Regions from separate parts of the Mus musculus genome. Here all the other regions are linked to region 1. A link is a contact called in public HiChIP or PLAC-seq data. All regions are on one chromosome and are shown on one strand. The core of a region is the stretch at or near the end of the contact, and the rest is flanking DNA. Distances in the headings are between cores, read along the strand shown.

What was found. HiChIP or PLAC-seq counts read pairs in DNA pulled down with a chosen protein or histone mark.
Region 2: a contact with region 1 is called in an H3K4me3 HiChIP or PLAC-seq map of embryonic basal ganglia, with 3 times the contacts expected there. The contact joins two enhancer-like sites. A contact is called at or near these places in 2 of 484 Hi-C or Micro-C datasets (embryonic stem cells and nephron progenitors), 1 of 115 datasets of contacts at active chromatin or transcription factors (embryonic basal ganglia) and 2 of 9 other capture datasets (embryonic tail and embryonic trunk).
Region 3: a contact with region 1 is called in an H3K4me3 HiChIP or PLAC-seq map of embryonic basal ganglia, with 2.6 times the contacts expected there. The contact joins the promoter of Bub3 here to the enhancer-like site in region 1. A contact is called at or near these places in 3 of 39 promoter capture datasets (cranial neural crest, maxillary cranial neural crest and second pharyngeal arch cranial neural crest), 1 of 484 Hi-C or Micro-C datasets (nephron progenitors), 12 of 115 datasets of contacts at active chromatin or transcription factors (craniofacial prominence, embryonic basal ganglia, embryonic forebrain and 6 more) and 2 of 9 other capture datasets (embryonic tail and embryonic trunk).

What each region holds. Positions count from the first base shown.
Region 1 is chr7:131,776,679-131,779,591 of GRCm38.p6, forward strand. No RefSeq gene overlaps it. Among named protein-coding and RNA genes, the nearest start is that of Gm34645, 50 kb to the right of the region's middle. Within about 2 kb of position 1,588, at least 7 of the 459 cell types and tissues checked have an H3K27ac peak or open chromatin away from gene starts, as enhancers often do. A contact at or near this core is called in embryonic basal ganglia, where this site is marked.
Region 2 is chr7:131,584,458-131,587,573 of GRCm38.p6, forward strand. No RefSeq gene overlaps it. Among named protein-coding and RNA genes, the nearest start is that of Bub3, 26 kb to the left of the region's middle. Within about 2 kb of position 1,329, at least 3 of the 459 cell types and tissues checked have an H3K27ac peak or open chromatin away from gene starts, as enhancers often do. A contact at or near this core is called in embryonic basal ganglia, where this site is marked.
Region 3 is chr7:131,559,105-131,562,210 of GRCm38.p6, forward strand. Bub3 (BUB3 mitotic checkpoint protein) reads left to right here and starts at 1,266. Exons shown (of 8, transcript NM_009774.4): 1 at 1,266-1,350; 2 at 1,606-1,800; 3 at 2,433-2,502. The coding sequence starts at 1,606.

The DNA.
Region 1 (2,913 bases), core at 338-2,837:
TGGAAGCAAGGAGGAGGGAGCACCTAGAAGGATCTGGGGAGGAGGGAGACTATTGGTGCCACGTGAGGGCAGCCCATGAGTAGTCCCACTGTGGAAACCAGAACATCTTGCTGGATACCAACTGATGATGGTAAAGACTCCCAGGAGGTAGGAGGCCCTCCGATGATAGACCCCTAGAAGGTGGAGCCTCCAGAAGATAAAGTCCCTGAAATAGGGTTAGGGTCCCTAAAGGACAGGGCTCTCAGATGACCATGGAAGATATGATCTTCAAAAAATACTGTGCCCAGAAGACAGGGTTCCCCAAAAGAAGGGCCTTCTGGAGGCCTTCAAGGGAAATAGGCTTTTACAACATGGGACAAAACAACATTCTATAGTCTCGTTGCTAACACAGGCTAGTAAGCAGTTGATATGAGAAATCAAGACTCTGAGGAGACTCCTTTACATACAGTACCACAAACATTTGTGCTTGTGTGCATGCATGTATCCACATGTGTATATGTGTACACACATGTATACACATGAATGCATGTGAGAGGAAGGCAGAATGACAGCCATGAATCTGCTCCCGCTGTCTTCCTCCAAGTGCCTGGAGGAGAGGAAGGAGGAGGAGGAAAAAGAGGAAGAGGAGGAGGAAAAAGAGGAAGAGGAGGAGAAGGAGGAGGAAGAGAAGGAGGAGGAAAAAGAGGAGGAGGAAGAGAAGGAGGAAGAGGAAGAGGAGGAGGAGAAAGAAGGAGGAGGAGGAAAAGAAGGAGGAGGAGGAAGAAGAGGAGGAGGAAGAGGAGGAGGAAGAAAAGGAGGAGGAGGAGGAAGAGAATGAGCCTGGAGCCTGGAGCCTGGAGCCTGGAGCCTGGAGCCTGGAGCCTGGAGCCTGGAGCCTGGAGCCTGGGTTGGACCCTCTTGCTAGCCAGCATCAGAGTTCTATGTGGAGGCTGTACAATCTGCCTGCCTATCACCACTGAGCATGCCTGACTCGGCTCCTCTAGCCTGCAAACCAACTCAGACCTCTACCCTTGGATGATCACCTCCTCCCCTCTCCCCCAGCTCCTACTCAGAAAATAGCAGCAAAGGGTCTTACTGAAAAGACTCGGTGCTTGCAGCTAAACAGAGCTGAGTTCCAGCGCTCTCTTGAACTATATTTTTCCAGTCCTGCATCCAGTTCCTTAGCTTGTCTGGCAATCATGTTAGTGATTATATGGGTAATGAAACACGTGCTCTTTTTGTCTGAGCTTCTGATTAATCTGCCTTCTCTTTAGCCTTGATTTATGGCGCTCAACTCTGGAGGTGAATGCCGGCCCATCAGCTCCGTAGCTTATTACAGACGCAGGGGCTGCTAAATGCCTTGGAGGCTTGAATTGTTTCTTGACAGCCAGGCTTCTTGCTACATTCCCTCCAATCTGTTTTGGTTCCTGGTGTGACCTTTCATACAGTAAAATACATTAGTTGAATAGCACAGTCTCATTAAAAGAGTGAATTAACCGAAGAGTCTTTTTAACTAAATGACAGCCGAAGGACTCAGTGCTAATAGCCATGAGCAGTTGGAAACTTAACTCATGAATCAGCCCTGTTAATACTGCCTCATGCCTGAAGCACTGAGGGTACCGCGCTCTCTGCCGGCTCTCGTAAGAAGAAAAGCTCATTACTTTCCTCCTGATGGGAGAGAAAGAGTGAGCGAGCAATAATAAAGCTTGAATTTTTCAATACTGTTAAAAATGGGGCTGACAGATTGCCGACAATAGGAGCAACGGGCCCAGACTGCGTCCGGAGCTGCTGGATTAGCAATACCATATATCATAGGATCTAATTAAATCAACCCGGAGAATGAAATTAGTTTTCTGTGAGTGAAATGGCCTCTGAAAGAGCTCTATTAAATGAACTGGAGAGCATTAATTAAATAATTCACAGTGAGGGATTTTGCATTTATACAAAAATTGTGCACTTAATTGTCCGTGCTGTATTACAGATCTGGCCTTATGTTAACAATGTGTCGAAAGTACACTTACGGAGCATATCAGGAACGGTTTAACGCAAACGCAGCTTGCAAAGTTTTATGGTTGGGCCGAGGAACCTGGAGGAACATCTCCATGAGCACCTGGATGCAATATGTGGCCTGGGAAAATTCGTTCCGTTCAGGAAAGTTGGTCTCCGAAGCCCCTCGAAGGGTCTCTGGCATGTATTGTGAGTCACCAGACGTGACCCCGCTGCTTGGGTTTATGACCTCTTGGGGTGTCCTGGCTTGACCTCTGAGGTCTTGGTTCATTTGGAACTTAGCAGCTATCTGGTCCATTTGGGTATCTGTAGGTATTCGTCTGGGAGAATCAATTTCCTTTTTTATTTTTTTCCCCTCCTGAATGTATTAGCCAGTTATATGAACTCACTCATGTAAACCCAAGCATATTGGATGCACTGAAGGAAAAAGTGAATTTAGATACAATATGTCAGAGAAATCAGACACCATCCTTCTTAGCATCCTGGATCTCTGGGTTGAAAGAGACCATAAAAGTCAATTCATTCAAATCTTCCCCTTCAAGGGGAATGCCTGAATCGCCTCTGTGATATCCCTTGAGTACAGACTGAGCATCTGCTCAGGCTCCAGGAAGACCTCTCTCTCATCAGGCAGTTCTGATCCAGAGCAGCATGGGGTACAGAGGCCAGGGCCCAGGCCTTGCAGAGGACTCTAGGCTTTAAAAGCCAGCTCCCCTGTTTACTTGTTTGACTTTGATTGAGGACTAAGTTTCCTTGTGTGATGGTTTCTTCTTCATCACCTGAATGAGGATAAGAACACCCAGATAAAAGGTAGCTTTGCTAGGAGGGCTGAGTGAGTTACTCTGTGGGGCTGATGAGGAAGCTCAGCTATGGGATAGAGCTCTCTCTCCCTCTCTCTCTCTCTCTCTCTCTCTCTCTCTCTCTCTCTCT
Region 2 (3,116 bases), core at 79-2,578, 190 kb before region 1:
AGCCTAAGAAAGGTCTCTTTAGTCACCCAACCTGTCCTAGACCTAGGCAAGGCCTGGTCCTTGAAAGAGGCTGGAGGTGAGCGGCTTCTTAGATCTCAGGACTAGATGCTTGGAATAATGCTACAGCTCCTCCCCTGCCTCTGGTTTCTTCCCGAGAGTGACGCCTGTAGATCTTTCTTTGACCATCTGTGAGGTTTGCGACCAATGCTGCTTATTTTTTGAGTTTTACTTGCTCTAAGGTCTAAAGATGCATTGCTGGAGAGTGGGGCTTAGTGGTGAGGAAGGCTTGTTGGCCTTCCAGAGGACCCGAGTTCAGTTTCCATCAACTATATGGCAGCTCACAACTGCCTGTAGCTCCAATCCCAGGGGATCTGATGCCCTCTTCTGACCTCCACAGGCACCAAGCACGTACAAAATGCACAGACATACACGCAGGCAAGACATTCGTGCACAAAACAAATAGGTAGACAGACGAACAGATAGAGAAGTAAGCAGTATTGATGTCTGGCCTGGCCTGGTTCTCTGGTGAGTCGACTAAAGTTGGTGTTGCTGGACGCCAGGACAGTGATATTAAATCCACTGCTTTTAGGCCTGGTGAGGTGGCTAGATGATCTGGGTTTGATCCCGGCACACACTTGATGGAAGGGGAGAACCATCTGCTGCAAGCGACATGGGCTGTGCCGAGGGCATGCACGCATGCACGAGCAAACAAAGTAAACCCACCGTTTTTTACGCTAACTCCTGGCAGATTTTAAAAGCAAGGAGGAAAGGGGAGCGAGATCCTAACCTAAGCTTGGAAGCTTTTGAATGCCTGGGAGAAAAAAAGCATCGTTGCATTAAGCCCCAGTAATCGGCAATCTGCAGGTATGTTATAATTTTCCTTTTTTCAAGAGAACATCGAATGGCTGTAACTGCTTTTGTATTGGAGCAGGGAAGCTCTCCCCGAATTTGAAAAGCTTTCATCTGCCATTCCTAATACACACTCCAAGGACGCCACCGTCTTGAGGAAGTACAATTAAACAGGGGGTCCTCCTCGTCCCCAGCCCTCAGGTTTAATTTTCCTGATTACAGTAGATTATGAGCCCTTGTGAGTCTTGGTCTCCAGGAGAGGCAGCACCTTCTTCAGTTCCTTCCAACAGTTGTTTATGGCAGTCCCAGCCTCTTTCTGCCTCTCGGAGGCTCTTTATTTTTAAAGCAAGGCAGACAAGGCCTAAAATTATTCCATTAAAGAGGGGCAATTTTTGTAATGGGACTTAGAGTGCTTTGCAGAAGTGCAGGCAAGTTTCTTCAATATCCTGAGCATTATTCGCTCATTTAGTTAAATGATGTTTCTAATTCTCTGGTAATTACACGTAATGAGGCACTTTTTCTCCTCTTGATGAGACTTTAGCTTAATATGAGACGGCGTATTTTCTTCTTCTTCTTTTTTTTCCCCATGGGGATAATTACCCCTTCCAAGGAAAAGCAGGGTTTGTTGTGCAGAATATAGCAAATTATTTTATTTCCTGCCATCTTGACTGCCAGTAAATTATAAAATTAAGTTTCTGTGGCGCATTAGCACCATTTTGGAAAAGGCTGGAGACTTTTTCTTCCCTTTAAAAAAAAAAAAGCTTGCCTGCTTCAATACAAAAAAAAAAAACCCTCATGTGCTGCTGTCTTCTGGGGCTGTAGAGGCCATTATTCATAGACTAGACTTTTTTCCCTGCCAGTTTCTAGTATTCAGATGTATTGAAGCAGCAACATAGGTTTAATTTTTCTGGATAATATCCAACATAGAATGCTCTTATAAGTGCCTTTGTACCCAGGTAATTATCATCATAAAGTTAAGTAATATGTTCCTTCTTTTCTCTGGTCTTTTTCATCCCTTCTTTGGATATCAAATTACCTTTGTGTGTGTGTGTGTGTGTGTGTGTGTGTGTAATGCTTCCAATTAGATGCAAAGTAGCTCAATTTGAATCACACGAAGGTGACACTAAAAGCAAGAAATTCTGAGTTATTATGGTCACTCCATTCAAGTCTTCTGTTGGAAAGAAAATTTGAAGAGAGAAAAATGTGGAGAGAGAGAGAGAGAGAGAGAGAGAGAGAGAGCGTATCATTAAAAATAATGTCATATTGACTTTGGTCTTCTGGATGCAATTATTTTTACAGATTTTAAGAGTAATGTGCCATGTCTACTTTTTGTTTTGCTTGTTTGTTTCTTCAGAGGGGACTTTTCTTTGGTAGAAACAGTAGACAGAATGCAAGCAGGAGGCCTTGGCTTGGGAGCCAGGGGCTAGATGAAGGTGGGCTCCATTACTTTTACCCAGCTGTGTGGTTTGCCTCTTTCCTTCTGTAGAGTGGTGGTCCCTACAAGTTAGCTTCAAAGCAAACCCAATAAGGAAAGGATAATGTGTTGGGATCATTCCTAAGTGGCCTAGATTTGAAGTGTGTGTGTGTGTGTGTGTGTGTGTGTGTGTGTGTGTGTGTAGTCCGAGCTCCCATCTGACACTATCCCTTCTAATGATTCTGTTGCTGGCTGTCCAAGTGTCCCCATCCACTACTGACCTCCTCAGCCCAGACAGTGAGAACACGAAGCCCAGTGCAGGGTCTGTCCAGAGCAAGGGCTTCAGGGATGTTCGAATACTCAGATTTTGCAGTTCAGCACTTTGTTCCTTCAATGGGAGTCCCTGGGGGCTTCTGCAAGATGGCTTAATATTTTACTCCTCTTGATGGTGACTGAAAGCTTTTTTAAAAATTCTATTTTACGTTTTGTTGTTTGCATGTTTGAATCCAACTGTATTTCAAAAGGATAGAGAGTGTTGGCTGTGGGCTGATGGCTCCCAGTTTGGGAGAAGGAAAGTTCACCAAACTTGGTGCGCCTTTGTCCCCTGTGCAATCAGCCTGAAATAAAAGTCCTCCCCCCCCCCCGCCCCCGTGAAGTTCTGACTCTCGGAAAGCACTGTTGGCAGCATTTTATTTGGAGTCATTACACTGGTCCCTCCTTTGACCCCTTGGGGTCATCAGGGTGGCTCATATGTCCTTCCTGGTGATGCTCCTTCTTGATACAGAGATCCAGTCCCCATCAGGGCTGGGGCCTCGATGTGCCCTGTTCTCCCAGAATTTCCTGATGTCCATAA
Region 3 (3,106 bases), core at 16-2,515, 220 kb before region 1:
GTGTAGCCCTGGCTGTCCTGGAACTCACTCTGTAGACCAGGCTGGCCTCGAACTCAGAAATCCACCTGCCTCTGCATCCCAAGTGCTGGCTGCGCCACCACTGCCCGGCAAGATCATTTTTCTTTTCTTTTCTTTTCTTTTTTTTTAAAAATGTACCTTGAAAGTTAAGTAGTTTAAAACTAGAGACAACTTCCTACTTCATGCAACAATTTCAAAATAAAAGGGATTGTCTCAAAAAGATGGGACAGAGAAAAAGAAGTTGTATCCAAGGATTAATTAGAAACTCAGTAACATTTTGCATGTCAGTATGCTACTATGTTGTTTGTTAAGTACTGCTTTTCTCTCACAGAACCAAAACAACCTTTTGATTCTCATATTTTTTAGAGGATTCTAGAAACAGAAAGTGCAGCAAACTGAGCCTGCAACTTCCATGATAATGCAGAGGAAGGTGGGAGAGGGAGGACAGTCACAATGCTAGGTCCTATGATGAACATTCCTAAGAGATTCTGGCTGATCGTTAAAGATTGGAAATATTTGTGTCCTGCTCTGTTCACCCTTATGGGTGTGGTACTCTTCTAAAGCAAGGAGTAGTTTGACTGAGTGTGTATTCCCAGAGCTGCTTAAGAGGCCTGACATTCAGGTGCTTGAAAACTGTGGAGAGATGAAACGATAAAAATGAGATCACTAGAACTCAAGGGAAATGAGTCTCTAGTTCACAAATTGATAACCCAGCAAAATAAAAGCAAATAGTACCTTTGACTAGAAATTATTCTTCAGTATGACTAGTCTGGATTAAGTCCAGGGGTATGTGCACGGCTAGAAAGAAAATATTAATTTATATCTATAGTAGTTATCAACCAAAATGAAATTCTGTGTCTGAGAGATAGAGGAGAAGGATGTCACAAGAGCTAGATAAAATCTCTTTTCTGCCTTCTAGTCTGTGGATGTTCAGGCAAGCAGCTCCAGGGAGACTACAACTCCCAGCATGCAGCATACAATTGTGGGCGGGCGTGAACGCCTTCATGACCTGAGCATACTTGGGAGTTGTAGTTTTCCCTCCGCAGCTCCAGAGATGTAACCTCGGCGTGGAGGTACTAAGAGACCCGGTGAACGGGGGGGGGGGGGGAAACGCGGCTTCCCTTTGAGCCGGAACAGGATGACTGCGGAAAATGAGGCAAGCAGTAAATCAGACCAATCAGCTGCCGAGATCGAGCCGTTGGCGTTCAAAATCAGCCAATGATAGGCCTGCTCCGGAGCTTCCTCTCCGCCTTCTCCGCTTTGCCTGCGAGTGCTCGGAGGGAAGCGGATCGGTAGTGGCCGGTGCAGAAACGTTGCTTAGGCGGACAGGAGGTAGAGGTTCGGGCGAGGGCGGGCGGAGCGGGATCTGTGGCCCGTGGCCGGCGCATCGATGCACAGAGGGATCCGGTCGAGGTCCATTGTGTTTTATATGGGGATCTGCGGGCAAGGAAGGAGGCCAGGCCGGGTGGAGCTCGGCGGAAGCGGGATGGCGGCCGGCCTGGATCAAGGGGGACTCGCGCAGGCGCAGGCCGTGGCCGGCCTCTGTTGCTCCGGTTAGGAACTCAGACTTAGCGTTTTGTTCTACAGATGACCGGTTCGAACGAATTCAAGCTGAACCAGCCACCCGAGGATGGCATCTCCTCGGTTAAGTTCAGCCCCAACACATCCCAGTTCCTCCTGGTCTCCTCCTGGGATACGTCTGTGCGCCTCTACGATGTGCCCGCCAATTCCATGAGGCTCAAGTACCAGCACACTGGTGCTGTCCTGGACTGCGCCTTCTACGTAGGTGGATTCAGTTTCTGCTCCTGTCCCCTTAATACTGAGATGTCCTAGGCCTTGCCAGTAGCATCTCATACACGGTTCGAGAATTCTGATAGTTCATAACTACTCGGGAATTCTTCCCTTTAGCCTGGCATCAAGCCTACTACAATGGTTTGTGTTCTTATTTCTTCTCTCGTGGCAATTTCAATCTCCATTTGTAAATTCAGACTTGAGTAAACTTTCTGGACATAGATAATTGAAGTTAGCAGCAAGACTGATTTTTAGCTATCCTTTGAAAAGTAATGAATGTTGTCTAATTTAGCCTTAACTCCTGGTGTCCACCTTGTATTTGCTTCCTTGTGGAGATCACTAACTTGCATTTTTGTTTGCTTCTTAGTTTCTGTCACACTGGACATAACACTTGGCTGTAGAAATAGCAATGTTGAAAATGCTTGCTAAAGCTTTGTAACTTTGAATTGGCTCCAAATGTAAGAGTGGGGTGGGAGGATGTGGTGGCCACAACTTTAATCCCAGAGGCAGAGGCAGGAAGAGCTCTTGAGTTTTGAGGCCAACCAGGGCTACATAGTGTCTTCCAAAAAAAAAAAAAAAAAAGTAAGAAAGAAAAAAAATCAAACCCAAATTTTGCTTTGTAGGATCCAACGCATGCCTGGAGTGGTGGATTAGATCATCAACTGAAAATGCACGATTTGAACACTGATCAAGGTATTAATATAGCTACATTTTACCAGTTTTTCTTTACTAGTGTATTTGTGTAGAAATGCTTATTTAAGAAGAGTAGGTGTTTTCAGTACTTATGTGAAGGCGGAACACGGCTTTGATAATAGACTTTTAAAATTGGATTAAGTTACCACAAATGGAACCTGAATTTTGCAGTAAAGCCCCTTCTGAGCACTGTCTTTTTTTTTTTTTTTTTTAAGATTTATTTATTTAATTTATAAGAGTACACTATAGCTATCTTCAGACACATAACAAGAGAGCATTGGATCTCATTACAGATAGATGGTTGTGAGCCACCATGTGGTTGCTGGGAATTGAACTCAGGACCTCTGGAAGAGCAAACAGCCAGTGCTCTTAACTGCTGAGCCATCTCTCCAGCCCCTGAGCACTGTCTTAAGTGTCTAGTGGAAGCATCATTTAAGCATTTGACTGTCACTATTAGAAGTCTTAAGCAGCGGACTGGACTCAGGGTCCGGTTTGTCAGGATTTCTTTGGACAGTTTGATATTTTAGGTTGGTCTTTTCACAGGCTAAAAAAAAAAGTACATTTTAAAAATGGAGCACGGTAGCCCCGTCATATTTATCTTAGT